Regions from separate parts of the Gossypium hirsutum genome. Here region 2 is linked to region 1. Evidence: chromatin contacts called from public Hi-C data. All regions are on one chromosome and are shown on one strand. Each heading gives the region's core, a stretch centred on a gene start, on an enhancer-like site or on the middle of the called end of the contact. The rest is flanking DNA. Distances are from core to core; before and after follow the strand shown. Region 1 holds the start of LOC107922471 (DNA-binding protein BIN4). Region 2 holds the start of LOC107920931 (NAC domain-containing protein 62).

Region 1 (2,700 bases), core at 106-2,605:
TTCATCAGCTTCAATATTAACAGTGGTCCTCCAATCTAATCAGATTCATACCACGTTGGATATCTTTCTGTAGTAAACGTCTCAAACATATGAAGTAAAATTTACATTATAAAACTTTTATCATACTGTTAAATAAATGAAAATGGTTTTGTTCTACGATGAAATGATTCTTTCCAAAGCAAAATGTCTTTATTTTCATAAATTTCAAAACGATATCTAAAATCAATTTTTTAAGTTTGATGACATTTTTGATAAACCATGAAATGCAATAATAAAGGAGAACCCAGATTTAGGCAATCCCAAGGCAATATAATGTGATACCGTACATGAGATCCCAAGTGTTTCTCAGACATTTCTTCCGCAGCGACCTTTCCATCCTCCTCACTCCCTGCATCATTGCTAAAAGTTCATATTGCACAAGTTGTAAATAACGAGGTCAAAATCAAAGAAAGGGTTCAGAAATCAGAAGCTGAAATATTATATACTTTAAACAATTCATTAAAGCATCATTTCAGTTATTTGGAAACAACCCTTGCGTCAGTTCCTAACTATCATAGGAGAATTACTCCTTTTCTACCTTCAGAGTCCTTGAAGGCGTCGTTTTCCTTCTTTCCAGAAGGCTTTTGATTTACTTTATCGTGGTTTCTCTTTTCCAATGTGTCTTCATCATCAGCATCAGTTTTATCAACCCTACGCGGGCTACCATTTGGAGAAGAATTGGAATCCGAAGATAATGTCAGCGTAGAAGTCGGTGCCTAAAAACAAGGTAAATTCTCGCAAACCAGTAAGAAAACAATGTAAAGGTGCAACAGCTGGCTAACTGCTATACGGTTACAAAAAGAAAAGAGAACAATCTGATTAAACGTTAAACTTTAGCCATGAAAATAATGGGGAAAAAGCATGGTGCAGAGTGTCAAACAAATAAAAACATTTTAGAAGCTAAAGAAAGCAGGGTAAATATACCTGAAAAGAGCGCAGCCAATCTGGAGAATCTTCCCTGGAATTGTTCATTCCGCACCAATTATTCTTCCCTGATATTAGATTATACAAATTTATAACTCAGCAGCACTTATAAGCTGCGAAAACACAAAGCAAAATCCAAAGAAAATGTGAACAGAGAAACCCTAAAAGCCTAATTATGCACTGGGTAGCTGAACCAAACAAATTAAGAGTAATGCAACGGTGCCGGGTGTAGAATAGATCAAAGAGAAGTAAAAAAAAAAGAAACAGAAGAAGAAAGGAAAATTGAAAGTGATGAGTAGCAGAGAAAAAGAAATGGTAGAAATGAAAATGGAAGGAGAGGGAAAGAAGGAACAAGAGAAACGGAAGGGGGCTTATGGAGTTCTAGGCCCAATACCCTACAGATACAGATTCGATTTGAGGATTGATACAGAGTTTTTGAGTTAGGGCTTTATTTACACTGGGCTTTATTGGGCTCTGTTGAGGAGAGTTTGGGGCGAGGGAATTTGACCAGTTACATGATATTCAATCCAGGTGAAACCTTTTTTCTTTTTGTTTACCAGATACATACATTGACAGATGCAGCAAACCCATAATAACATGCCAATCAATAGTGCTATATCGGACTTGCTTCTCAACATACACGAACTTCCATTGTTTTTGCTCAAAATCCTACTTTGGACGCTCTTCTTGTCCATTTGCTTTTTCCTCAACACTCTAAAGTTGCTGCTCCCTTTTACTAGCCAACTTTACGTCTATCAATCCGATTAATATGTTAAACTACAATGTGCATATAGTTTTGGAAATTGAAGTTTGAGAAAAAATAAGAAAATCATATTTTTCTTATTATTTTTATTTTAAAATTGATTTTTTTTCATTATTTTTTGGTTCAGTTTTATCTTTGATTTTTTATATATAATTTTTCTTTTTTTTTAAAAAAAGTAATATATATTTTTAATTTCTATGGATTTTTAATAAATATTAATTTATTTCTTTTAATTTTTCAGTGTAATTGAATTGTATGGTTAAATTGGAATCAGAGGTCTTATTCAATCAATTTAACCTCCATTCTCGTTTTTACAACATTGATGTTAGCTTATATGCGAAATAAGCTATCATTGTATAAATGATCTAAGCTTTTTATTTTGAATATATAGACTTCTTTAATGTTTACATATTAGTTTATTTTAGACATTAGGTTTACAAAGTTGTTTAAGAGAAATATTGTAATTGATAGGTGTAATTAGGTGTATGCAATCACAATCCTTCTACGCTTATTTTAGTTTACTTTTGAGTAAAATCAAGTCGTTTTAGGATTAAATTGTGTTTTTGGTCATTTGTAAGTATGTTTGTGTTTTTGTGTCATTTTTAGCACTTTGATCTTATTCTATACTTTTGTTAATAGATTATGCTTAAAGGTGCACTTGTGAATGTGTAGGTGTGTAGAATGCTAAAGTGCACAACGGTTTGAAGGTTCTTGAACAGAGAGTCATGCCACGATGTAAGGGACTGAGATAGCATAAAGTCACTAAGGTTGGAGATCGCAATGTTAATTGATTGAAGATCGCAACCTAACTCACTGCTTGGTAATATCTTGTAGCTTGGGTTCGGTCACAGGACCGGGTTATGGGTGTTACATTTAATGGTATCAAAGCTACGGTTTAGTGGATTCTAAGATTGAAACATAGCTCGTACGAGTCTAGAAATACATGTCACTTATAACCGGTGATTATGTGATGC
Region 2 (2,705 bases), core at 97-2,596, 280 kb before region 1:
TGATTCAAAGCTTCTCCAACTTGATCGACCTAAAACCGAACAACATTAATGCTATAGCAATTATTAAAAAACAAAATCTAAAATCCAAATTCAGTTTCCTTTTTCACCTTGTCAGTCACAATTTCTGCCACTTGACCGGTTACACTGTAAGCTTTAGAGTCAACGATATTGCACTCTAACATAGGTGGAACAGCGTTAGAAACCACATCATTTGGCGGGCCCCAAGAAAAAGTTCCATTGTTATGGGGAAACTTTGGTTGGGCTACCCCTTCCAGCGCAGGTGAGTCTTGAGGCCCTTCTAACTCAGACTGCATGTCTTCAGTAGGAGAAGATACATCAACTTCATCACCATTGGTATCTTCAATGCTCTCGTCTTGTTTCTTGAAGAGACGACAAATTACAAACGGATTCTGCACAAAAATAACGAATATGTGAAAAAACTATCACCCGAACTTCAACACATTATCAACAATTGACCCAACAACACTAGAAATCGTGTACAAAACAGAACTATGAACCCAATTGAAAACAGAAATCAATGTAAACGGAGTCGCATAACAATTCTTGCACCAAAATTAAACCACATCAAGGAAATTCGTGATGTCAACTAATTTACACTACTCATATTCAAAACCAACCTTTATCTTCCATGATCATAGGGAAAAGGGTAAGTAAAGGGTAAAAGGAGGAACCTGTCCAGGCTTGGTGCCGTCAAGCTCAATGAGTGTAGTACGGTACTCGTGCATAACCCAATTAGTTCGCTTCCCCCTAGGAGCCCTGCCGGTATAAAACACCAGACTTTTCTTCATGCCGATCAAGCAGGACCCAGACTTAATCTTACGATCCTTACCCGTAGCCTTCCAGTAACCAGCTTTAGTAGCCCTATTAAGCCTATTGCCGTTTGGATACTTCCTGTCGAGTGGGCAAAAGAAAAACCACTCGGGATCACGAGTCTCTATAGCAGACATATGAGGTAAATCCCAGGGCTCACATTTACAAACATCGATTTCACGAATGACTTCAACCTCATCGTTTCTTTTTCCGTTTATCTTAGCCCGTAAGTAAAAATCGATCAATTCCTCGTCCGTTGGTCGGAACCGAAATCCGGTAGGCAGTGAATTCAGTGATAGAACAGCCATGACAAATGTTGATAAAATAAATTTATAAGAGTTTCGTTGAGTGATTTTCAGAAAAAAATTTTAAAAAGAAAAGAAAAGAAAAGAAAAGGAGATTCAAGGAGGGATAGTATTTTGGAAGATTAAAGGAGAAGAAGATGGCCCATGCTTTCAGTTGATACAAAGGAAAATAGTTTAGAAAGTAGTCAACTCTTTTATTTATATTTATTTATCTTTAATTTTAACGTTATGCATTGACTTTATCCGAGCTTCAATCCGCGTATGGTTTATGCTTTTACTAATATGCCCAAATACAGAAGATTGTTTTAATATTGCATGTAGGTATTTTTGTTATAAAACGAAGGGCGTATTATTAGAAGGCCAGTGAAAATTTGAGTAAGCCAGCTAATGAAATTCTGACATGTGGCGTCATGTTGAAAAGCGTGAGGTTTAGAGAACTTATAAAGTGCCAGCATAACAAACTGGTCCGAGCGTTTCCTACTTTGGGGGTTTTTTACAATTATTTACCACGTGGTTTGTAGGTTTTTTTTTTACCTAAATAATATAAAAAAATAAAATTAATAACTGAAATGATGTCCATAAGATTATTTACTAAAATTGTAAGAATTTATTGGTGCGCCTATTAAATTGGTGGTATTAGACTGAAATGTAATTATCTAAAGTATTAAGAGATTTAATGTGAAAATTTTTATTTTAAGTGGCTGCTAGAGAAAAAAAAAGGTGAATGGGTGCTCCTAGGCATCAAACCTTAAATGTGGCTAATTACCTTGTAAGTCCTCCTTATTTATTATTTTTTTTATTCCCGTTTAACTCACTATATTGTGTTTTAAACAAGCCCTTAACCTATTTTTATAGTTAAGTAAGCCCTTAAGTTATGATTTTTACTCATAAAATCCCTTTATTTTAATAATAAAGTAAATATATTTTTCTTAAAGTAAAGTTATTTAAAAAATATAAACTAATTAGAATTTTGTGCACTAGAAAGAAATTAAAGCTTGAAACTTACTTGTTGAGGCTTAATACTGTAGCATTTCCACAACAAAGGGACTTATGTGTTGAGCTAATAAATTACTAGCTCGGGACGTTCAAAATAAAGATTATTGGACTTCTAATTTCATTTTAACCTAGTTCTTAATTGGGTCACTAAAGCTGGACAGCCTGCCACGAAAAATTAGGCCCAAACCATCCATTAAGGGAAGAAAGACCCCAAACTACCCATTGGGATGCCCAACCGTCCAAAAAAGACTTGGTAAATAGCAAAATAAGCAAAAAGCCTTCATTCCTCAAAAATTGCAAATCGTTCACCTTTATTCTCATTCCATGCAACCTCTTCTACAAATTAAGCTCCACAATGAAAGCATATCCATTCCTTTTCCACAATTCAAGGGTCGGCCATCCCACTCCATTTAGTATAAATAGAGGCCTTTGCTCTCCATTTCAAGCATTCATCATTCCTCAGTCATTCAAGCATCTCTCTTCTCTCATTTTCATTTCTTCATTTTCTTTACATTTGAGAGAAACTTGAGTGAGCAATTTTATAGTGTTAAAGCTCTCAAGACCGGCCACCTG

Evidence for each region. Hi-C and Micro-C count contacts between places; a contact is called where the count stands out from the background.
Region 2: a Hi-C map of leaf shows a contact between it and region 1, with 2.3 times the contacts expected there. The contact joins the promoter of LOC107920931 here to the promoter of LOC107922471 in region 1. A contact is called at or near these places in 4 of 34 Hi-C or Micro-C datasets (callus and leaf).

The regions. Positions count from the first base shown.
Region 1 is chrA08:87,527,353-87,530,052 of Gossypium_hirsutum_v2.1, reverse strand. LOC107922471 (DNA-binding protein BIN4) reads right to left here and starts at 1,355. Exons shown (of 12, transcript XM_016852520.2): 1 at 964-1,355; 2 at 578-755; 3 at 327-388. The coding sequence starts at 1,011.
Region 2 is chrA08:87,806,563-87,809,267 of Gossypium_hirsutum_v2.1, reverse strand. It overlaps LOC107920931 (NAC domain-containing protein 62), which reads right to left and starts at 1,346. Exons shown (of 5, transcript XM_016850765.2): 1 at 693-1,346; 2 at 108-410; 3 at 1-29. The coding sequence starts at 1,139.